5 separate regions of the Mus musculus genome follow, and all the other regions are linked to region 1. The links are chromatin contacts, called in public HiChIP or PLAC-seq and promoter capture Hi-C maps. All regions are on one chromosome and are shown on one strand. The core of a region is the stretch at or near the end of the contact, and the rest is flanking DNA. Distances in the headings are between cores, read along the strand shown. Region 1 holds the start of Piwil4 (piwi-like RNA-mediated gene silencing 4). Region 2 overlaps Mtmr2 (myotubularin related protein 2). Region 3 has its middle 87 kb from the start of 1700019J19Rik. Region 4 holds the start of 1700019J19Rik (RIKEN cDNA 1700019J19 gene). Region 5 holds the start of Med17 (mediator complex subunit 17).

Region 1 (4,781 bases), core at 1,698-4,197:
TGGTTTACAACTACGTCAGGAGGACCCAGTGCCTCTGGCCTCACACACGCACACATACACACACACACTACACAGAAAATAAAATCTTGATTTTTAAAAAGTTCAAACCAGGCTGGGCAGTGGTGGCACATGCCTATAGTCCCAACACTTGGAGGCAGAGGCAGGCAGATCTCAGAGTTCAAGGCCAGTGTGGCCTCCACAAAGAGTTCCAGGATAGTCAGGGATACACAGAGAAACTGTGTTTAAAACAAAAAACCAAAAAGTTCATACTACCATAGAATTGTGGTTCTTTGAAACTGAAAGGATAGGAAGTGGAGAGTTATTTTTAACAAATAAGTTTCAGTATTACCATACAAAAGAGTGCCAGAGATAGATGCCAGCAGTAACTGTACGATAAGAGTGAGCTTAAAACCCTGGGACTGGGGCTGAAGAGACGGCTCAGTGGTTAAGAGCACTAGAGGTCTTGAGTTCAATTTCCAGCAACCACGTGGTGGCTCACAACCATTTGTAATGGGATCTGGTGTCCTTTTCTGCTGTGTCTGAAGAGAGCCACAGTGTACTCACATACATCAAATAAATAAATGCATCTTTTAAAAAAAAGGAAGAAAACAGAACTGTACACTTAAGAGTTAAAAGGGGAAAAATCAGGTTATATGTCTATTACTGTAAAGGATGGACTGTCTGCATGCTGAGTTACTCATGATAATGTCACAGTGGCAGAGGCAGGCAGGCCAGCATGCTGCCTCTCACAGCAGGCCTTCTGTGTCACAAGCACATTCTCATTGCAGTTCAGATCAGACCACACCAGAGATGGACTCTGAGAGCCTGTGGCACCTCAGCGCTTACAGCTTACTGACCAGAAATCAATAACTTCCCTGCATGTTCACAATACAGGACGTGGTAAACAGCTTTCACCCAGGGATATGAAATGCACTATGTTCTCAGATTCGTTTCAACCCTCTAGAATCAGGGGCAAACAAATGTCTCTTATTGAAGCCCCTCAGTCTATGGTACTTCCTCACGGCAGCCCAGGCAGAACCCAATACACCTGGCAAGGCAACTTAGGCTGTGTGGCCCGGAGTGGACAAGACCCCTGGAACTGAACCAGGCTTTGCAAGGAGGACTGATGGAAGGATCACAGTTGTGTGTCGCTGGTTTCTCCCATCCTGGAAAATGGGCACTTTGATGTCACTGCTCTGTATTTTTGGAATGTGTTCTTCAAAGGCTGGGAATGTACCTCAGTTAGCAAAGTGCTTATTTAGCAAGCACGAGACCCTGAATCCAATCCCCAGAACCATATAAAATGGGTCTGGTGCACCTGCAGCCAGAACTGAAGGGCTGGGGAGGGAAGAGGAGAGTCCGAAGTTCAAGGTCATTTTCAAGAACACAGTATGAGCTTAGCTGGGCTCGGAACACTCTGTCTCCAGGTTGGTGGGGTTTCAAAATGATTCGCTGAGCAGAAGGAATCAGAAGATGGCTTCCCCATCTGAATCCCGGTGTCCTGAGGAACACCAGGACGCCAGCGAAGCCACAGTGAACTTCTGAGGAGGATCCCTCAGGGAACCGTTGCAGAGCAGGCGGTGCGGTCTGGTGTCTCGGGCTTGGTGAGTCCTCTTACTCCACTCAGGCTGAAGGAGGTCAGGGAGGCAGATCCAGAGATACTTACATGGCTGTGAAATGACACTTGTCCCACCTCCGGCCTCGCTGTCCCCAGGACTGGCAGATGTAACCTACAAAGAGGTAGGAAGTTTGCTCAGACTTAAACGAATCACAACCCATGACATTATCAAAAGACAAGAACAGTATCATGTCTCATACTGTAGATTACCATGATCCAGGAGCAGAAAACACTAGAGGTAGATGCCCTTGAGGGGCAAGAGGGAGGTGGCCATTCTCCACAGAAGGCCAAGGGGAAGCTGGAGTGCTCTCCTTGCCAAGTGCATTTAGCTGAGTCATGCTACCATCTGATAACAGACAACAGCCCCAGATAGCTACCCAGATAACAACAGCGTTAGGCCCCAGAAGTGTGAGTGAGCTATGGAAGTGGGGTGATCCCTCAGCACAGGGATGACCCCTGGGGATGAACTGAACCAAAGCCAGCTCTCAACACAGGGAAGGACAGAGACTGACACTGTCTCTGCAGAAACTTCTTTGTCCAAGAAATTATTGTATCTTGGTCTGTTTAAAAAAAAAAAAAAAAAAAAAAAAAAAAAGAGCAAAGTCAAGAGAACTCTACTAAATGATAACAATGACAAAATGATCACAAACCTGTGTGGCCTGAGTCTAAAAGGTTCTCCAAACAGTAGATGTGTCGTTCTTATTCAGTATTGTTTCTGTCTGACCACCCAGCGAACAGCCACACTCCAAGTATTTGCTGAACCAACAGCAGGTGAATCTTTCCACATCAGAATTTGAGACGATTTCTAGTACCATTTACCAGAACCAAGTGTATCACACCAAGGCAAGTGAAGATACTTCAGGCTTTATTTAGTCTGTTGGTCTGTCTTTTGCTTATTCTTTGTTTTTCTCATTCTTTCACACACAATTTACAGCGACTGAATTAAAGCTAAGAAAATAGAAGGCAGCTATGCACCTCCTAGCCAGAGTGCCTTTTGCACTTCCATGGTATCTACTTGAAAGAAAAAGGTGGGAAAGCCTCAAAGGAGTTAGACAGGCATGTAGAAGAAAACACTGCCCAGGATAGCCAAAGGAAGGATAGACAGAAGTACTCACCATGAGGTCTCTTGAGGACCGCCCCACTTCCCTAGCACTGTGGCCAGTGGTGATGCCTCGCGCTCTCACACGGGCCCGTCCACTCATGTTCCTGGGTGCCAGCGGCTTTCCAGGGCTGGTGAGCCTCAACAGGAGTGTTTTCTCTTTGGCAAAAGAGACGGTGTGGCTGTGACTCGGAGTTTGGGAGTATTCAAGCTTCCCAAGATAGTTACTACAAACAGCAACCCGAGCGTGGGTGGGCAGGGCCCGGTGGACCCCCAGAATGCGCAGGCGCATGATGGGCGCGGCAAGGCGGGGGTGGGCACCTATTAGCATTGCATGAATCTCTCTCCTTCTCTTCGTCCCTCCCTCCTCCCCTGCCCCCCTCTCTGTCTATGTCTTTCTTTTTCTTTTTTATTCTTTCTGTCTCGCTCTCCCCTATACCTTTTTTTTTGCCTTCCTCTGTGTCCCTCATTTGCTATAAATACCCAGCATACAGTCTTTATCATTTGAGGATGTATCTCTCTGCTCCTGGTTTTTAGAAATTACCCAATCATAAATGTATATAGAATGGCATCACACACCACTCTGGAAGTGTGAGGGAAGCTTGTGGGACGGTCATAAGGTGTGCTTCTCTGAGTCTTGTTAGGGTGTATCCTGAGAAGGGGTGAGGTGAAACGGGGGGAGGGGGGGAGGTTAGTAGACAGGCCATTACACAAACGTTTGGAATGACCCAAAATGGATGTAACAATTCGAATAAATCTTAAAGAAATTAGATTGGGGCTGGAGAGGGTTTAATGGTTAGTATATTCTTGTTCTTTCAGAGGACCAGGGTTTGCCTCCTAGCACCCACGAAGTGACCCACAACTGTGTGGAACTCCAGCTTCAGAGGACCTGGCACCTTCTTCTAGCATCCTTGACTCCTGTGTGCTCCCGGTGCACACACAGACCCACATATAAAAATATTTATTTTTTTTATTTTAGTTTTAAATGGTTCTTTATTCATAAACTTGATGCAAGTTTACAAAATGTACTGTACATTGCCAAATAAATCTGCAATGAAAAATAAAATTAAAAAAAAAAAACCAACCCCAAAGCATGCCAAATGTGCAGCTGTCAATCTGTTAGCCATTAGGAAATTAGAATTCAATAATGTATTCAAGATTTTGCCTTAGGTATAAGGAACTTAATAATGTGTTGAAGAATTCTGTCTTGTCACTTGTCATCTGAGCCACTGGCAATCATATATTTAGGGTAACCAAGTGACCAAGAATACCAGATATCTTTTCTGCCCTCTTAACCAACAGAATCAAGAGAAACTAACACCACACATAAAATGCACAAGTGCCACATCTCCTAGATGTGGTTTGCAAAGTTTAAAAAAAAATCTCAAATCAAATATATAAGAAATACAGTTTAACTTTGTACTGGTTTGTGCAGGAAAATGTGCTTCTGGGTTTCTTTTTAAAAGTGCTTAAATAGCTAGATTTAAATCAAACATGGTGTTTATTTGTAACTCAGGCAACGGATATACAGTCTTGTAAACTCTTAAGAGAGGCATAGCCAGAGGGATGAGGGAGAACTTCGAGGGTGACTTTACTGGAGACAAAGCACTTGTGTCAATACGGACAAGTCACCACATGCTTGTCTGTCAGTAAAGTTAGTATTGTACCAGAGGCCTGTGGGTACTATGTCAAGAGGTCTGCTGTGACCTTCCTAGAGGAGCTGGTCACTCTGGAGCAGTTTTCTATGAGATGAAGCCTTGTATTTCTGGAGGGATGCTCCAAATTCCCAGTCAACAGCTTTTGGCTAACTAACACAGGGTAGCAGAAAGGGTACAAAGCACCAGGGGAGGGACATGTTCCATCCAGCAGGCAAACTCTTAGGTTGAGGAAATACAACTCAAAAGATTCACCAAGTCCCTAAAACTGACAGATGCACTAGACCTCTCCATTCTCAACCACATAGAAGCTCTAAAGGAGAGCTGAGACACGCTCAGAGATGAGCTCCGTAGAAGGGCTCAGACTGGCTGAGTCATCTGGAAGAAAGAGACTAGTCAAGCAGCCTGG
Region 2 (4,781 bases), core at 1,620-4,119, 970 kb before region 1:
TTGTATGTCAAGAGGTGGGACAGGTTGTGAGAGGAAATGATAGTGAAGTGACTAAAAGTTACTTTCTTTGATTAATGAATGTGGAGCTCAGCAGCTTCTAAAGCAACTATGAAGGCTGCCCATCTCTGAGTGATAAGGTCTAATTTTTTTTTGACAGATATACCATGGGTGCCAAGGAAGGTCTCAGTTGGTGGCCTAGGATCCCAGGTGCATATCCCTCATGTTTTTGTTACATAGAGGGAGAAGGGATGGGTTAGGTCCGAGAGTTATAGAGCTGGGACCTAGATGAAGGCCTGTGGAGCTTCTGATGGGCTTGGTAATGGGTGAGAAAGGGTTCATGTGAGGGATTCATGTGAGGGGGCTGAGGGGGAGGGAGGGAGGGTGTTCAGGAGTATAGGAAGCTGGGGGTTCCTAGGAATGATAACATCCCCTTTTTGGTAGAGGGGACTGCATGGAGCTGCTTTAGGTGTCTTCTATCCAAGATAATGGTTAGTCCCAAGTAGGTGACCTGAAGAGTGGACAGTTGAACCTTAGAGAGACTCCATTAGCCCCAACTGGACAAGAAGTCTTTTAGAAGAGCAGAGGTGTCAGTTTAGCTAATTTGTAGGGAGAGATTGCAGAGGAGAAGGTCATTTACATACTATATAATTTTAGATTTAGATTTAGAGAGAGAGAGAGGAAGGAGAAAGGAGATCCCCGGCCATAGCCTGGTCAAATGGGTGTGGGCTATCCTGGAACCCCTGGAGTAGGGCAGTCCAGGTGCCTTAAGTAGAGAGGGGAGTGTTAAGGTGAGTCCAGGTGACAACAAGGATGTATTGTGACTGAGTGTCAAAGGGAATAAAAAGAAAAAAAAGAAAGCACTCTTGAGGTTCAGGACTGAGAAATGGGAGGTTCCTGAGGGGATAGTGGACAGGAGTGTGTTGTGTAAGGGTTAGCTATGACAGGGCAGAGTGAGCCACTGCAGAATGGATGAACTGGATATCTTGAATCAGGCTGTAGGCCCCATTGGGATTTTTAGCTGCAAGTATGGAGGTGCTAAAGGGGTGAGTTTGTAAATTAATTGATTAATTTAAATTAATTAATTGTATTAAATTGTAATATAAAATTAATTGTAATTAAATTAATCAATTAATTGCAAATTAATTGATTGATGCTTATTTGGTTTTGGCAAATACTGGGGGATAGCCCCTAGTAAGCTTTTCTAGTGGCTGGACTGGCTATGGACCCTAAATACTTGCTATGTGAATCTTTCTGGGTTATTTCTGCTCCAGCCGTCTGATGCCCTAGGGATGCGTTTTACTCAGCCATGTGCTACTGTTCCATCACTTCTAGTGGAGGCCTCCTGTTCTCATTGTCTTCTCCTCCTCTGCTTTCTCTCCCTCTCCCTCCCCTCCTCTTCCCAAGGAAATGTGTTGGAACCAGTAGGTTGGGTGGCTAGGAGGAAAAGGGCTTCTGTCTGGCTTGGGGTCAGGCAAGGGGTGGGAGGATTCAAAGGAAATAGAGGCTCCCACTTTGGCTAGAAGATCCCTTCCCAATAAGGGAATGGAACAGGTTGGCACCACCAGTAAAGAATGGGGTGAGAGGAACACCTCTGAAAATGCAGTTGAGAGGTAGGGTCTAGTGAGGTTGGAAAGGTTGCTCCCCTGCCCTGACAATAGGGAAATGAGGAGAAGAGGTGGGTCCCCAAAACTCCTGTCAGGCAGAGTAAGTGGTGTTCTGGAGGAAGGAGATGGCTTACCATAATGCCTACACAGAGCTCCCTGTTAGAGATGACAGTAGTCAGGCCATGTGAGCCCAGACCCCTTCAGTTGTCCATGATTAGGTCTAAAAGGTGGGTTGGAAGGTGATATGAGTCTGATGTCCCTGTTCTATGAGGGACTCGGGGGGCAAGTCAACAGCCCATTGTTGACTCTTGAAGGCACTTGGACATGGCCAGGGTAGTCTGCAGAGGTTAGGGCAGGCCCAGGCCCTGTGACCCTCCTGAATACATTTGAAACGGAGACCTGGTGGTCTTAGGAGGCAAGGGAGCCTGAGAAGTAGCTGAAGCTGGTTGAATGGCCTTGGTCAGCATTTGTTAATTTTGTTTATGGCCCTTATGGGTCCTGTCTCTAAGCACTTAAGCTTGGCCCTAATATTGGGGCAACTCTGAGAACAGAAATAGGTCATGAGGAGTTGTTTGTCCTCTGGGTTTTCAGGATCTAGATTGGTGTACTGTAATGTAAGCAGGCCTTTGTGAGGCATTCTAGAAATTGAGATGGATTGATGTTTGTTCTAGATGATCTATTGGAGACTGGCCAGGAGGCAAGTTGTAAGCTGATCTCTAGCTAGAATGCCCCCACTGGGGTATTGCAGTCCCACTGGGGGTCCCTGACAGACTGCCTCATTGAGAAGTTGATTGTTAGTCATAGAAAGTGAGACTGTAGGGTTTGGTGATAAATTGGAATTCTTTAATGAAAGTAGATGAGTTAGAGGTATAAAACCCAGGTTTTGTTTTGTTTTTGTTTGTTTTAGTTTTTACTTTTTGTTTTTGTTGTTTTTATTTTATTTTTTTTCTATTTAAGAGAGTTCACTTAATGAACAGTAGACATGTACCTTGACCAGACCATCCTCTTGCAACCTCTTGCAAAGTGAGAATTGAGGTGGAGTTAAGGGGATCGGAAGGGACAGAAGGTGTCCCATTGAAGAGCAGGAGTGAGTAGTGGGGCTGGGGGTATAGCAGATGGTGGGGTAAAAGTGGGCATCAGAGTGGGTGCTTGGAGTAGTCTGTTGCTGAGAGAGCCAGAAAAGAAGCAGTTGTGGGTTGAGACTAGCAGGGAGTCAGGGGGCTCTTAGCAGAGTCAAGAATAATGGAAGTTCCTCTTATTCAGACTTCTTAGCTAGAAGAAGCTGAGTAGGGAAACAGGAACAGGAATAACAGAGGGAGGGCTTGGAGCAGAGATAAGAGAAAGCTTAGACATAGACTCTCCCTCTATTTCCCAGGTTGCTGGAAGTATCTATAGAGGTTCCTATTAATGTCCGGACCTAGGTTGCTGTTGGGCAGCCATTTTGATTGTTTATCTAAGGGGTATTGAGATATATTCCACTGCAAAGGCAGTAAGTTTAGAGGCCTTTAAGTTGGGTGCTAGGTGAAGCAGTCAGTAGTTCTCCAGAAGGCATGCGATTGTCACCTCACAGTTCAAGGGCCAGGGCTAAAAGCTGGAAGACACAAGTAGCAGGTACCAGGACTTTCAAATGAAGCCAGAAAGAAAGGGAGGAAGGAAGGAAGAAAGAAAGAGAGAGAGAGAGGCAAACTAGCTACTAGCTAGCTTGCTCAAGCGTGAAATGGTCAGAGGTGAGTATCTGTGAAGAGCTTCAATAGTATTCTTAAAGACCATGGCTGGGGGTACCTCTGCCTCCAAGAATACCAGGGAGGTGCCAGAAACTCAGCAGTTACTCCCTCGGATCCAGAGAAGCGCTCACACGGATTGGAGGGAAAACTTGCTATTTGCCAGTGTTGGATTGGGTGCCTAGCATTAGGTGAAACAGAAATGGAGTCTCTTGGAGGAGGATTGGGGACAAGGGATAGGGTCCTGGTGTGACTCCATGATTGGGAAGTGTACAGACACCAGGATATCCTACCGAGTCATGACACCAGTGTTACGATTTAGTGGCCAAGTAATTTGGGTATAGGCTAAGGCATGCTGCAAATATCACACCATACAACAGATCACATGCAAGAGATTTATTGGGGGAGTGGGGCAAAATGCAGAGACTGCCTCTGAGCCAGGGTGGAAGGGGAGAGAGAGCAGGAGGAGAAGGTACTGGCTTTTAATAAGGGGTATAGCACATGCGCATAGGGATAATATGCACCTAATGACAGCAGTGGAATTGTGTTGTATCTTGGCAGCTGATGATGATGTGGCCTGCTGTTGCTAGGTTACTGAAGGTGGGCTTGGGGGTGAGGTTTTCCAACAGCCTCTAAGGGGGTTGATTTCAGTCTTCCAGTTCTTTGATCCTTATTCTTTCACTTATGGATTTATCCAACAAGGATTTTGCAAGTATCTTATCTATGCCAGCTGCATGTGAGATTTTAGGGACAAGTTGGATAGGAAAGGGGAAGTGAGCAGGAAGAGAAGAGCAGTGGATAAGGGGGAATGGACACGTTGGAGGACTGGTGTATTAGGCTGAAGACTAGCCAAAAGGCAAGTAAGAAAGCAAGGTTATTGGAATGAAGAACATCTGTGCTGAGAAATTGAATCCTTCAGGTTAAAGCTTACAGAAGCAGTGTTGCTCCAGAACTGATAATGTTCATGTTGATAAAGCAGAAATGTGGATAAGGAATGTATCCTGGTGGACAGTAAAATTGCCACAATTTTAGACAGCACTATTGGAATAGAAAGAAATAGGAATAGGCCAGGTGACCAGGAAAAGCCCTTTTTGAGAAAGGTATGGTTAGTTAATTAACAAGGAAGGATTATAGCCAGTTGTATAAAAGGCCACTTATATCAGAAGTTTTCTATATGTGAAGACAGAAAAGTATACTACAATAGAAACATAAGAACTGAGCTAGAAAAATGCTGGTTGTATTTATTAGTTGTGGAAAAATGAAAAAGCCGCCCTAATTCAAAGGGGTTCAAGAAAGTAGATTCTTGGGAGGTGTCAGCTGAGGCAAGTGGGAGTTTGGAGAATTCTGCTGAAGATGCCAGGACAGTATTCTCTGTGGAATAAAAATCACAGCAAAAATGTTTGAGGGGAGTTGTTGATGGATGCTCTGAGCAGGGGAAGTGGGTGGGAGAAGCTGA
Region 3 (4,781 bases), core at 1,203-3,702, 740 kb before region 1:
TTGTTTTTCAGTAAGAATTACCAAAAATGCCTGGCATGCAGCATGATGGTCAGGAGAGAAATTAATCAACCCAGATCTGTCTGGAGTTTGGAAGCAAAAAACACAAACATACACAGAAAAATTAAGGTTCTAATTAAAAATTGTCGACTGATGTTTATCTTCCCTTTTTCCTCAAATCCTACTAAAAGTATAGTCGGGGGAGAGAAGATATTAATACACAGATCAAAAGGAATTGAAGACACAGGAAAATATGCTCATTCTTGGAATAAAAGAAACAGACCCAGGGTGGAGAGAAGGCTCAGCAGTTGAAGCGCTTGCTGCCTGAGAAATACCTACTAGAAACGCCTAGGACCCAGGAAAAACACCGCCTGTAAGTCCAACCTAGGAAGCCGGCACAGGGGATGTGTGGAGCAAGCTGGCAGTGGAGACTAGCTTTATACGCCAGTTCTGGAATTCACTGAGAGAGTCTGCTTCAATGAATGAGGTAGAGAAGGAAGAAGATGCTAGGCATGTCCAAATGTAGGACTCTGGCGAATCTTAGCCTACCGGGGACATCCTTAGTGAACCACATGGAGCTAGAATCGATGCAAAAAGCAAGAGGAATTTATTGTTCCAGTAGACTGGGGTAGTCCCAAACCCGAAGGAGAGGAAGTGCGCCCCTAGTGGCCTGTTCCGGTGAGTTTGGATATGGTTCCCTGGAGTGGAACAGAGTATCAGCAACTAGGCATAATCTGATTGGTGGAACAGTGCTCCCTTTAAACTGGTTGATCTTTAGGGAATGAGGTAGTAGGGGCTTACTCAGCCTCTCCCTTCTGGCCTACGTGCTCTCTGGCCTGTCTTTTCCAGGAGAGGAGGGGTCCAGTGGAATTTTGGAAAATTCCAAAGCTCTGAGCTGATCTCTTCACAAACATATGGATAGGCACCTGCACACATATCTGAAGATACACATGCACACATGTGCACATCACACGGACCATCTCTGGGCTAGCTGAGAATGAAAGAAGAGGCTGTTAGAAGACCATGGTGGTCATACTGATAATGTTTTAAATTCATGACCACTAGCCACTAGTGAAATTTTTAGTACTGTCAGCCTTGGGTGGGAGTTAATTACAATACCAACGGATCCCAAAGCTCCCAGGACTAAAGGAGCAGTGGGTTGGGGGAACTCTGGGAACTCCTTTTCACAAAAGAAGCACCTAGCTCTATTTGTGTCTAAATTGGGAGTAAAAGGAACTGATGCCTCCCATGGCCCATGTGTTCTTTGTTAGCAGGAGAAAATAAAAGGAGGCTCTTTACAAGAATGGACCCTCTGGTTCATGGCTCAGTGGAAATCCAGCCAGGTGGTGAGGGCAGCCCTGCTGTTCACAGCTTTCCCAATGTGGATTGTAGTTGCCAAAAAGCAGCAGGAAGGCAGTTTTGCCCAAGAACTTACAAACCACACAAACCACCCCCACGTCCCTTTGGTATGCCCCAGCTAGGCATCAGTTTCCAAGAACGCATCCTTGTTTGCTTGGCACCTAAACAAAGCTTGGCAGCTGCAGGAAGGTAAGCCCCACCCTGAAGAGGGACACACAGATTAAAGACCTTTGCTTCCGTTTGTTGTTGTTGTTGTTGTTCGTTTGTTTTTGTTTTGTTTTGAGTTTTCCCTTGTGACCCCACTATAAAATTCTAGAATGTTCAGTTGTGCAACTAGGGCTAGTGAGTGGGTGGAGTTTCTATTTCTGCTTTTTTGGGGGATAATTCAATGGGAAACAGATTAAATATTCATGGCTCTGCCCCCAGTCTCTCTCTATGGAAGCCAAAACTATCAGGCTGTACATAGATTGTGGTCAGTTTCCTAAAGAGGTACAGCACATAGAATAGTAGATTTAAATTGACATTAATAACTATATTTTTATTAAGATAGTTTTCCAATTTTGTTTTCATTGCTGATGATATGTGAAGTTTGCACTCCTGAAAGGTGGAGAGGGTGGAGTATGGTGGGTAATCACTAGGATATATACAGGAAAGACAGGGGAAAGTTCAAAGGCTTTATCAGCCTTTTAACCAGGACAGACTGTAAACCTAGGATACAGCTTATGCCAAGACACAGGGATAAAATTTAATAATCTTTTGGACCGCTTAAGTTTGTTCTGTGGGAGGGACAGCTCAAATGACTGAGTCTAGGAGAGAATGGGCAAGACAGGCTAGGGCTTAGGAGAGAGATGTGAGGAGGAGGCTCAGGCTTGGAAGCCTTCTGCAAGCATATGTCAAAGAAAACCACAAGAGTGGATGAGACAGCCCTGGGCTGACAGAAAGAGAAGGAAGTGAGCAGTGAGAAACAGGAATCCATGAAGAAGAGGAGATGGGAGATCCAGCAAAGTCACATGGGAACTGAAAGAGAAATGAGAAAAGGATGCCAGTGAGCACAGATGCTTCAGGAACTGTAGTCGTGAAAGGGAGAGCGACATGACAGGGGAATGAGTGTGCAGGAAGCAGATTCAAGAGACAGGATGGAAACTCACACAGAACCATCACATTAAGCAACCGAAGCTCTTCAAGGAATCCTACAGCATCATGGAACCATACGGCATCATGGAACCCTACTGCATCCTGGAATTCTATGGCATCATGGAATCCTACAGCATCATGGAACCCTACGGCATCATGCGCAGCTTCTTGTTCACGCTCATTTGTGGAAGAAGCATGTTTTATAAAAAAGACCACGTTTTAAAATTTTTTCTTTGATGGTTTCATCTGTGTAAACAGTGTACCTTGATCATTTCTATCCCACTCTCCCATCCCTCTACCTTCCCTTCTGCTCACCGATGTGGAATCATCCACCAGGTCCACACATCAGTGGCCACCCAACCAAAGAAAAAGGACTCTCTCCAGAGACCAGCAACCACTAATAGCTTTTTACCCGGGGCCGGAGCCTCATAGCACTTCTCCTATCCATGTAGGAATGCTGGCTGGCTTGATCTTTCACAGGTCTGGCACAGGTAACTGCAGAGGCTCTGAGTTCCTAAGTGCCACGGTCATAAGAAAGCAATTCATAGCACTTCTCATCCTTCCACGAAAATTTTCTACCTTCTCTTCTGTGATGCTTCCTGTGTGTTGGTGTGTGTGTGTGTGTGTGTGTGTGTGTGTGTGTGTGTGTGTTGAGGGGTAACTAATATAGATGCCTCATTTAGAAGTAAGCAAACAATGATCACTATTCTCAAGTATTCGATAAGTTATTAGTCTCAACATAAACTTCTGACCACTGCAAAAGCGTGTGTAAGACTTTGATCAAGGATGAGAGCACACTAAGCTACAAATATAAATCTAGCTCTTTAGAAGAAAGCTTGACAATGGAGACATGACTGTCTAAAGCCAATACTACACATGGCTCAACAGTCATGCATGTAGGTATTGCCACAGATAGCCAGAGTTTGGCTTCATTTTAATCATGTGACTAGAAATGAGCATCCATGGATTCTCCTTGCTGCTCAGCCCTGATTCTTAGTGACTGTTGGTGGCTTCCTGTCATCCCCTCAGCTGGGGACCTGGCTCACAAAGACAGAGAACAGTTATAAAATAATTCCCTCTTTCCTGCAAATGACAGACTCCATTCTTCTTTACTGCTGAATTTAAAGATTCGTTTGTATATATAAACCACACTTTCTCTATGCATTCATTGGGCAACTACTTGATAGGATGGTTCAGGGTCACTCAACTCTGCCAGAAGGTGTTGCTGGCATGGATGGACTAGGCCTCCGTGAGTTGTTGACTTGAGATGTTTAGTTGTCTTTTAGATGGAGAGAAAGCTGTTAAAGGATACAGTTTCAGAAAGACAATACTGAGTTTTACTTTTATCTTCAGGTCCTCAACTTTATAGATACATCAACTCAGAGATGTACCCATGAGATGAAGTAGAAGTGAAACTGGGGACAAGAGGGCCTAACAGGAGGGGATGGAGAAAGAAGTCGAGGGAGGAACAGTACTAAAGTACACTATTGTCTTCCTTCTGCCATGTGGGATCCAACACGGAACTCGGATCATCAGGCTTGGAGGCTTGTTCCTTTATCCCCTGAGCCATCTAGCTGGCTCAGAACATCAGTTTCATGACATATGGAAACAGGCACAATAATCTTCCCTCGAGTTTTCCAGGGAGTACGAACTGAGAAACTGTATGTAAATCACTTAGAATCCACGGGCACACAGTATGAATGGACCTTTTAGTTCTCTCTCCCAAACTTGGCAGAAAAACTATCTGATTGATCTGTAAATCATTTGTGTGTATTTACTATAACCCATACCTACAGTCCCCAACACAGACAAAGCACATTGACACAGCAAGTCTCACTTCAAGGCCTTAGGAGAGAGGACAGAGAAACCCCAAACCATCCAGGAAGAAGAAGTCACAAGCAGAAATCAGAGAGCAGAAATGCTAGATAATCAGAGAGATCGGGCTAGAGTGGTAAATGTGATTCTAGAGCCCAGAGGAAAGTTGTCCAAAAGCATTCAGAGGGGAGCAGCGGGTCTCACATCACAAGCTTCCTGAAGGGAGGAGTGGGAAGAACAACTGGGTCCCCATGGAAGGAAGGCCTTGCCTGACTCTCAGCATCTGCAGTGAGTGGGCCAGGCCTGCCTGAGAGCATCATGGAGCGGTGAGGAACGCCAACTATTCTTAGCTCTCTCTTCAGAAGTTTGCTTTTATTTATTTATTTTTTACTCTTAGTTTCCTCAGACTCTGCCTTATAAAATCACTTCATTCTCTGACAGGCTGGTGGGACAGGCTTTGCTGCATTCTGGAAGTC
Region 4 (4,781 bases), core at 1,707-4,206, 650 kb before region 1:
TTAAAGTGTAAAGTGATCATTCGGACAGATTAGTCAAATGTGAACCACAGGCAACAGGGTCAAGGAAGCTAAGAGAGAGGTAGTGGTGAACAGGAGAAGGAAGATAAGATTCAACACAAACACTTGCACTTTAATGCCTGGGCCCAGGTAACCTGAACACTTCTGGATTCGTTTAAGGACGAGCCAAGGATTGGGTATGGATTAGGGAAAGGCATCCTAGGTGGCTCTGAGTATCAGGCAAAGTAAAGCTCCCAGCCAGGGCATGGAGAACCTGGAGTACAGAACACTGGAGTGCAGCAGGACCGTAAGCAGGACTAGGAGTCCCTAGAGAACACAGTTAAGGTTGATGTGTCCATCAAACATCAAAGTGGGAATGCTGATTACACCGCTGGGCAAGGAGCCTGAATGCAGTGTAGGGACATTATTGTGGGGAATGTTGGTATACTGGTGATGCTTAGAGCATCCGTGTGGCTACAATCACCACAGCAGTAGGTATGCTTAAAGCAGAAAGGAAAATAAAGGGCAAGGCCTGCAGTACTCCAGTAAGATGAGAATGTTTCCAAGCCTGAGATGGATCAGCCAATGGGACTGAGGGAAAACCAGAGGCCACAGCGTTCTGGAGGCCATGTGTGGAAAGAACATAAAAGAGTTGGGAGACAATTAGTGGGGTCACCACTAAACCCAACATCCGCTCGAGAAACGTCTGGAAGATGAAGGCCTTCTGAGGGTGTCTCTGGAACGGGGACTCCAAGCTCAGTCACATTCATATTAGCAGAAAGCATGTGGTCTCAGCCAGCTGAGAGTGAGACACAGGAACTCAGCCTGCTGTGGAGGGCCGGTGAGCCTGCTGGGACCAGGCAGGGAAACTGAGGGACCAGAAGTACCACTGCCCACAGAGAAACACTGGGCAGAGAATGAGGAAATGAGCACTCGCCTATGAGGAGCAGCTGTGGTCAGAAGCAACCGTTGGTGGAGGAGAAAATGAAAGAAAGCAGGCAAATGCTGAGCCTGAGAAAGAAAACCTGTAGGTGATTTGAAGCAAGACATTTCCTGCCAGATTTGCATCGCTCCCAGTCCTGCCATCCACACCCTCAGATCTTCTTACCAGAACACCACTGGCTTCAGAGACCCAGCTGCTTCTTCCTGGTCCTCATTCTGCAACATTCTGGCTGTCCCTGAGAGACAGAAGGACCTGAATGTGGAGTGAAACAAGCTAGAGTTAAGGCCTAGCACTACCAGAAACTGTCTGAACTCCAGTGTGAGCTCACGGGATTGTTGGGAAAGAGGCTTCTATAGAAGGAGGGTTAGAAAAGGGTCTTTTAATTTGTAAAGTGTTACCTAAGTATCTGCACACATGGTCCCAGGGACAAGCCTGGGGGATGCCCTTTCTATATAGTGTCAAGAGGAGAAGGGAGTTAAAAGATGGCTTCACATGGAGGCACATAGGAAGACAGACTCAGAGCCAGATGAGAACAATAGTAAGTGACCCCCATCCCCACTCCACCCCACAGTCCCTCTTCCCCCGCCTCCACCCCCTCCCACCCCAGAAAGTACTTGAGGCTGGGCTAGGATGAAGTTGCTCCTCTGACTTCACTGACCTCATAGTCTGTGTGAGGTTCTTGGTACATGCGTATTTGATCATTCCCAGGAATTCAGCAGCCTTGAGGATGGAGGACAGGAAGACACACAGTCTTGGAGGGAAGTCCCTGGGAATTCTGAGAAAGGAATGTCAGGAGTTGTAGACAGCTCTGCAGACACTTAAAGTAGGACACAGATGAAAGAGGAGACCCTGAGGGGAAAGCAGGCCCACAGAAGCACTGAAGCAGTGTGTGTGTGTGTGTGTGTGTGTGTGTATGCGCGCACGCATTAATACCAATATTATTTTATTTGAATGGGTGTTTTGTCTGTACATATGTTTGTGCATCCATGGATGCTTGGGGTGGGTGTTAGATCCTTAGGAACTGGAGTTATACACAGATGGTTATGAGCCACTATTTGGGTGATGGGAATCAAACCCAGGTCCTTGAGAAGGGTATTCAGTGCTCTTGACCATGGAGACATCTCTCCTGTCTTATTACTATTTCTTTTTAAGTTTAAATTAGATTGACCTCCTAACTTTAGCTAAAAAAAATATAAAATTGAACACATTAATGGAATATCAAGTGGTATTTTCATTAATATAAACATTGCATAATATCAATATGAACAAACATATAAAGGACATTAAATCAACTCCTGTGCTCCTGGGTTATCGGTCACAGTGTCCACGAACAGATGGAAACGGCTTCAGTTCTCATTACCTGATAGATAGATAGGAAAAGCACGGTCCGTGCATGCAGCAGAATACTATGCAGCCAGGAAAAGAATGGGTGGCAGCGGGGGCGGAAGCAGAGCTCATTAGGTTGAGCAAATTAAGCCAGGCATGAAAGCTCAAATTCCACACTCTCTGTGGCAAAGGAGACAGCTGATGTCACAGAAGATGAGAGCAGACAGAGGATTCCAGGCTGGGGGAGCAAGGAGGGAGGGGAGGAAGAGGTGGTAGCTGTGTTTGACCTGATTTAAATATCACTTTCTTTTTGTTGTCTCTCGTCCCCCACCCCCATGATGCCTGAGGGTGGCTACTGCTGAAGACAAGCAAGTGTCTGTTCTATGCTTTATTGGTTCCCCCGCTCATCTGCTCCCCCTGCTCATCTGTTCCTATCAGCACTACTGTTACTGCGGAAGGGCTCCTAGCTTAAGAATCAGACAGCACTGACTTGTGTGTGACCCTTCCCCCTGCCCACGAATACTAGAACAGTGTACACCAGTTCCAATATAAACTGTGCTGCTCGGCGCTTGTACCCTGCAGAGCGTCCAATAACTTTTGCTGAGCCATCCAAGCCCAAGAAAAAATAACCCACTGTGACAAAACAAAGGCAGCTTTAGCTCAGGCCGGTACCCGCCAGTCAGGAGAGGCAGGCGAGGGCACCTCTGGGCAAGCATGGTCTTTGGTGTGCTGCCAAGCTGACTGTCCTGAGTGTGACAAAGCAAGGGAGGGGCCCAGTGGGCCCCAGTCAATGAGAAACAGATCTGCCCTAAAAATAACAGTGAATGAACAGGCTTGCTTACACTGTCTTGCTTCAGAACTGGTTTGGCACAAAATCAGACCTAATGATAGGTTCAGAAGGAAAAATTCATGGTTGGGATTTGGAATCCTCTGAGCCAACCAGTTATCCACAAACAAGTCCACGGCTCTTCCGCTGGGTTTCCCAGAAGGTCTTCCAGGACAGGTCTCTTGTCATCATGGAGGACTCCACAGTCCTATCTGGAGTCGCCTACTCCGGAGTGGAGAGATGGAGAAGGTAAACTCACACTGGCGCATAGTTCCAGGTTATACATGCAGGAGAAAGAGACCCTAAAGGAGAAAGCTTCTCTTGGATGGATGGTGAGAGGGGCTCAGCAGCGGGAGGGTCTACTTCAGCCCCAAGATATTTACAGAGCACTTCCTGAAAGAAGAGGCACCTGACTAACAGCAATCATTCCACCCACACATTGCTTATCATCATGCATATCTCAGAGTGATTTAAAAATAAATTTGTGGGGGTGGAAAGTGATGGCTGTTACCAAAGATGCCTAGAGATTGTTTCCCTCCTGGGTCAAGTCCAGCTGTCTAGAAGCCCTGCTGAAAAGGTTCATGAAGGTTTACATGGGTTCTGGATGACCATGGTGAGACCCCAGGTCTGTTGGTGCTCTCTGTGAGGATGGAGGGGGCTGCTGCCTATTCAGTGCTCGAAATTCCCTACAAAGAGGAGAGCTGAGTTCCAGGTGGGGAAGGAGCAAGGTAGAAGGGAACCAGCTCTACCTCAGCACAGCCCCTGCCATTGGAAAAGAGGACGTAACAATGTGTTCCAGAAGGAATGGACAAGGCACAGTCATGGAGAAGCAGTGAGGACAAAGGGGATGGAAGGCTCCTAGAGGCCACAGGGCAACAACCTCTTAACACATTTGCTTTTCATGGCAGTGAGCTCCTGTGAGCCCTCCTGTTTTTCCTTGAGCAGAGAAAGTCGAGGGGAGTTTGTCCCAGAGCCCAGCAAACTTCTCCACAGATCTACCCTGAGTACAGTGGAAGCAGTTTGAATGGCCTCTTAAAGATTCTGTCAGAAGCCACAGCTTTGATGTCAGAGAGAAAGAGAGCAAGAGAGGGAGAGACAGAGGAAGTGAAAGGGAGAGACGGAGAGGGAGAGAGTTCAGGCACACTTTCATTCTACCTTCTGCTAGTCGTAGGCCAGCCTCTCTGAGAAGCCTGAGGTCCCAAGAGCTATTATTATCTCTCTATCTCTCTTCAACTGACAAGATTGTATACAGAGCATGTGCCCATTGAATGTTTGTATGTGGAGTAAATGTGTGAACAAATGATTCATTTCTATTTCCAGAGGATTCAGAGATTCTAGAAGTATGTTCTACTTAGAGAGAAAACAGAATGTTCTATCCAACACTTGTCATTTCTAAGGAGTCCATAATAACCGCCACCATGGCGATAACTGAAATTGACTCAGGAATTACCAGGCCAGGGGACTCCAGAGAACAAACACGTCAGAGGGGATTGTTTGTACAAATCATGCTACAATTCCAATAGTCCAGACTGTAATCCAACACGGTTGTCAGGAGAGGAGGAGGAGTAGTGTATTCCTCATGGACCAAGGCTCATTTCCTCCTGGCTGTGGCTTCCGTGATGACTGTACTTCAGTCCTGAGTCCTGTGCAACCACCTAGCAGATGAGAAAGGGGCACTATACAGAAAAA
Region 5 (4,781 bases), core at 821-3,320, 540 kb after region 1:
CTCCAAACCACCTCTCCTTTACTTCCTTCTCATACGCTTTCTTCAACTGTTAACACTTAAGACTCCTCTTATGGCAAAACAAATGCCAGTCTAATTTCCACAGGCCAAAGCTGTCATCATATCTCAAGTAGGCACTCGAATCTTTCTAAACCTAGGGCTTCATTCATCCCAGATAAGCACTAAACTATATCCCCCATCCCCACAAAAGCCTTTAAAATAACCTGTTTCCTTCCAACATTTAGAACTTGAACTTCCAACATTCCTGAACTATAAAACAACAGGCAAAGCCCCAAATGGCCTACAACACCAGCATTACCATTGGCTGCACGAATAGACCTTCCCCCCACCCCACCCCCCCACCCCTGAGACAGGGTTTTGGGATTAAAGGCATGAGCCAACACTGCTCAGCTATACCTTTCTTTTAACCAATTTTTTTGTTTCGTTTTTGTTTTTGTTTCTCTGTGTAGCCCTGGCTGTCCCGGAACTCACTTTGTAGACCAGGCTGGCCTTGACCTCAGAAATCGGCCTGTCTCTCTGCCTCCCGAGTGCCCGGCTTCTTTTAATCAATTTTTAATAAATGCTCACTCTAAGGAGTTCATGATAAAGGATCAGGGAGTGAAAGTCAAAAGTTTTCTTTTAATCTTAGGCCTAACTCTCCTCCCTCCTGAGACATATCTCAACCCAGCATACAGGAACTAGTCACTCTTTCACACACCACAAGATATTTGGAAGCCAGGAGGCATGCCATTTAAGCCTGTCCCTTAATAGACAGGTCAAATGTTCCTAATGACATCAGTACTGGATCTTAATACATACCTGTGCTCTATAGTTCTTTCTGTGGGTGGGGGATTTCATGGATCAAATGTGATACACATTTAGAATTTTGCATTTAAAACTACTGAGCTGGCATGCCTTTCCAACACTGGATAATGACAATGTTGGGCTTGTTTAAGATTTAAAAAAAAAAAAAAAAAAAAAGATTTATTTATTTATTTAATGGATGTAAGTACAATGACGCTGTCTTCAGACACACCAGAAAGAAGGGGGCATCGGATTCCATTACAGATGGTTGTGAACCACCATGTGGTTGCTGGAAATTCAACTCAGGACCTCTGGAAGAGCAATCAGTACTCTTAACTGCTGGGCCATCTCTTCAGTCCCAGGTGTTTTAACTTTCTGTCAAATTTATGAAAACTACATTTAAATTTTTCTTTATTTATTGAGATGGTGTCTATTTGCTCATGTTTTTCATTAATCTGACTGCCTCTGCCTGGCGAATTACCACACTAAACACGAACATCCTCACTTAAACCGATTCTGTCACATCACTAAATCGAAAACTGTGGTTTCAAATTTTGGTTTTTTTTGATAATAAGGAGAATCCAAAGTCTAGTCTGGTTGCTTCTCCAAACTCCCCCTCTTCAGTTTTGTTTTCTTGTAATTCATTCACCTCAAAGTTTCAGTGGTCATTTTAAGTATCACCTGTTTCCACCTAAAATCACCCCCAAAAGCTTTCAGCTGTTCTTTATTAAAAAAAAAAAAAAAAAAAAAAAAAAAAGCGAATGCCTCTTCTCCTGGCCTGAACAGGACCCCGAGTCCCGACCGGGTCGGCCTTCCCACTGCTGTCAATACTTCTCAAGGCCACCCACCACAAAACACAGTTTACCCTAGGGGAGACCCTGGGATAGAACCAGCAACGAGGGCGAAGCCTCACCCTCCTCGTCGTCCTGGTCGGCTCCCGCGCCCCCCCAGTCCGGCGCATCGCCGTCAGGCCCTGCCGCCTCCTCCTCCTCAGAGCCAGAGCCCTGGCTGAAGTCGATGCGCTGTGCCAGGCGCGCCAGGTTCTGCGACATGGACAGCGGCTGCAGGTACGTCTCGGTGCCATCAAGGCCCACCTCCTGCACCTGCTTCTCGCAGGCCGACTCGATGCTGATGCGCACGGCTCGCACGCCCGACATGCTGGCGGCGGCCTGAGGGCGACTCGCCGGAGACTCAGAGTACAGCACCGACACGGAAGGCTGGAACAAGCTTCCCGCAAGCCCGACGCGGCGGCCGGGAGGAAGCAAACTACCCACTGCTGCCCCACAATCCTCCGCGCAGCGTCTCGCGGAACACTATGAGCATGCGCGAAGGGCCAGCTGCCCGGACATTTCCTGTAGGTTGCACGTGAGAGCCAGGAACTTCCGGCTGACCGGGCTCAGCCGCTGCAGTGCAAGTGGAGTGGGCTGGGTTTATGTAGATACGCTGGGCGTTGTAGTTTGTTTGTTTGTTTGTTTGTTTGTTTAATTGGTTGCTTGGTTTTTGAAATAGCTTTCTTGCTGGCCTGATTAATTTGTTGATTAGTTATTGAGACACGCAGCTTTTTTGTTAGTTGGTTAGTTATTTGATTTTTGAGACACGCAGCACACACACCAGCACTCCCGCTGATTCGGTCTGGGAGCCCGTCCGTGGGATGAGTCCACTCACTTTCCGGGTAGGTTTTCACTTCCTAGTTAAACCTCTCTGGGAACATACTCCCAGAGGTGTTTCCCCTAGGTGACTTTACATTCGTGAAGTTAACGATGAAGACGTACGTAAGGGCTTTACATTTATGTAAGCACTCACAAAGACTGTCGACGGTAGTTAACTATAATTCGCAGCTGTTTGAGTCTCTCTGTTGATGGAGCTGCCTCCAGCAAAGAAGACCGAGTCAAACAGCTAGCAGGACTACCATCCAAACTGCACCAGCTGTCTTAAACACTCCAAGAACACTCAGATATGCCTACACGAAAGATTGCAACTGATTGTCCTGGCCCAGTAAGCACAGCTTGGGCCAGGGCTTTGTGCAGACCTGTGACTGGTGGCTTAATGATAAATGGAGGACTATGCTATCTCTCCAGACATGCAGCCACCCTTACACGCATACACTCACACATTCACAGACATGTACACATATAAACAAAAGACACCGGTGTTTAGCCAAACAAATGGCTGTGATTGGCCCAAATACCCCGTCTTGGGTTGTATGAGCAGGCTACTCCTCAGGTGGTCCACCAAGAGGCACTCTCCTTTCCTCATGGTGTTAGGATGTCATGTCCAGCAATGTCTTTCACTGAGTGGCCTTTCTTACTTTCAGCCTGCAGGCTGCACCAGAAAAAGCAAGGAACATTAGCTGGTTGGCAACAGTGCCCCACAGCTTGATAGGTACTAACCCCTATACTTCTGTCCAGCCATTTCGTTTTCTGTTTGTTTGTTTTAAGAGTTTCTCTGTGTAGCCCTGGCTGTCTTGGAACTCACTCTGTAGACTAGGCTGGCCTTTGATACCACTTTGAGTCTAATCTTGGGCTCCTGAACAACCTTGCCTTGTCTAGAAATCATTTGTCAAGTCCTTGGGCCCTGGCTTCCCACAATGAAGTGTAGATGGAGGCGTTAGCATAGCTGTCTGACAGCTGAAGAATCTATAGCCTGCAGAAGCCTCTGACTTACTATTGACAATGTCCACAGGCCTGTATCCCGCTGGTAGTGCTGGTGCAGCCACTAAAGCTTTGGAGATTCCATCTCCTGGAGGAGATGCTTCCTGGGTGACCCTAGTTGGGCCCAGTGTTTAGAGTCGGAACAGCCCACCAGGTGCCCTGGCTCTCAAACACTTCTCTACAGTGCACCTCTCACCCTGCCCCCCAACACTGTCACCACTCATTGCTGTCTGACACGGAGGAGAACAAGCTTGCCTACCCAGGGTTTCCATCAGGGCAGAGCAGAGAGCACTTAGCCAGTTGAACACTGAAGAGTACCAATTCTTTCACTTGGCAGTCCAATGTCTGCAGGTAAACGTGTGTCTCCGTGTGTCTGTTCTTCCCATGCACGTGTAGGTGCCATGGAATTGCTGGCGCTGTAGTTACAGTCAGTTGGGAGCTGCCTGATGTGGGAGGCAGGGAATAGACTTGGGTCCTCTGGAAGACCTGCAAGCACTGCAGAGCCATCTTCCCAACTCCTGAGTCTACTTCTGATGCTTGACTGCAGGCGGCCTTTAATCCTACATTTGATAAATCAAGAGCACTCGAATGCTCCATTGATGTCTGGGGGAAATTCAAAGCTCGTGCAGGAACTAGTAAAGCCAGTCTCTCCTTATTTTGTCAGGCCATTTTTTTCAGACAGGCCTAGTAGCTCTCCTGATCTCTCTAGAAACCTTCCTTACATCATGATTAGCACCTTGTAGGTATGTGATTTCATTAGTCTTGATATTTGAATCAAACAAGGAAGTGAGTCCATCCTGTCAGTGTGGGACTCCACATGGAAAGAGAATTCTGTTTATGTTCCACCCCTGCTGTATTTCTCTTCATATAATATTTGTTTGGTTTCTTCAACTAAACATATCCCAGAAACTAGTGACATATCTAACATGATCACCCACCCAAAAATATTTACTGTGTGCTTATTTTGGCACTGTGCTCCAATGGTGAATTAATACCTCTCTCAGCTCCAGAGCGCAGGGTAAGTGAGAGGAGAGAATACTAGTTCTAAGCTGGGGTGACAAGTGGATCAAGCCCTTGTTGCACAAGGGTGAAGGTTGGAGTGGCAGCTCATATGCATTCCCAGTGCTCAAGGAGGTAAAGACAGGACCACACTGACTGACTAGCCTCCCTGAGTCAGCAAAGCTCAGTGTTTAAGGTGGAGGGAAATCAGATACTGAGCAGAACCTCTGGCTTCCATGTGCATGTGCACTCATGCTGTGGACATGCAAGCATGTAGCACGTACACACATATGGCCTTTCCCAGCCTTGAACATCTGCCATGACAAGCCT

The links. Promoter capture Hi-C pulls out the DNA fragments that hold promoters and counts their contacts. HiChIP or PLAC-seq counts read pairs in DNA pulled down with a chosen protein or histone mark.
Region 2: a contact with region 1 is called in a promoter capture Hi-C map of the HPC-7 cell line, with 2.9 times the contacts expected there. The contact joins the enhancer-like site here to the promoter of Piwil4 in region 1. A contact is called at or near these places in 9 of 39 promoter capture datasets (the 3T3-L1 cell line, the C10 cell line, the HPC-7 cell line and 5 more).
Region 3: a contact with region 1 is called in an H3K27ac HiChIP or PLAC-seq map of T-cell acute lymphoblastic leukemia, with 4 times the contacts expected there. The contact joins the enhancer-like site here to the promoter of Piwil4 in region 1. A contact is called at or near these places in 7 of 39 promoter capture datasets (the 3T3-L1 cell line, HPC-7-derived erythroid cells, embryonic stem cells and 4 more) and 1 of 115 datasets of contacts at active chromatin or transcription factors (T-cell acute lymphoblastic leukemia).
Region 4: a promoter capture Hi-C map of embryonic stem cells shows a contact between it and region 1, with 2.5 times the contacts expected there. The contact joins the promoter of 1700019J19Rik here to the promoter of Piwil4 in region 1. A contact is called at or near these places in 3 of 39 promoter capture datasets (the C10 cell line, embryonic stem cells and liver).
Region 5: a promoter capture Hi-C map of embryonic stem cells shows a contact between it and region 1, with 2.5 times the contacts expected there. The contact joins the promoter of Med17 here to the promoter of Piwil4 in region 1. A contact is called at or near these places in 15 of 39 promoter capture datasets (the 3T3-L1 cell line, 3T3-L1-derived adipocytes, the C10 cell line and 9 more) and 1 of 9 other capture datasets (liver).

Annotation. Positions count from the first base shown.
Region 1 is chr9:14,737,725-14,742,505 of GRCm38.p6, forward strand. Piwil4 (piwi-like RNA-mediated gene silencing 4) reads right to left here and starts at 2,948. Exons shown (of 20, transcript NM_001368831.1): 1 at 2,734-2,948; 2 at 1,667-1,730. The coding sequence starts at 2,820.
Region 2 is chr9:13,772,057-13,776,837 of GRCm38.p6, forward strand. All of the region lies in intron 1 of Mtmr2 (myotubularin related protein 2), which reads left to right. Among named protein-coding and RNA genes, the nearest start is that of Gm39291, 25 kb to the left of the region's middle. Within about 2 kb of position 2,870, at least 8 of the 459 cell types and tissues checked have an H3K27ac peak or open chromatin away from gene starts, as enhancers often do. A contact at or near this core is called in the HPC-7 cell line, where this site is marked.
Region 3 is chr9:14,001,054-14,005,834 of GRCm38.p6, forward strand. No RefSeq gene overlaps it. Among named protein-coding and RNA genes, the nearest start is that of 1700019J19Rik, 87 kb to the right of the region's middle. Within about 2 kb of position 2,453, at least 22 of the 459 cell types and tissues checked have an H3K27ac peak or open chromatin away from gene starts, as enhancers often do. A contact at or near this core is called in T-cell acute lymphoblastic leukemia, where this site is marked.
Region 4 is chr9:14,087,121-14,091,901 of GRCm38.p6, forward strand. It overlaps 1700019J19Rik (RIKEN cDNA 1700019J19 gene), which reads left to right and starts at 2,957. Exons shown (of 4, transcript NR_166640.1): 1 at 2,957-3,341.
Region 5 is chr9:15,277,836-15,282,616 of GRCm38.p6, forward strand. It overlaps Med17 (mediator complex subunit 17), which reads right to left and starts at 2,071. Exons shown (of 12, transcript NM_144933.2): 1 at 1,715-2,071. The coding sequence starts at 1,958.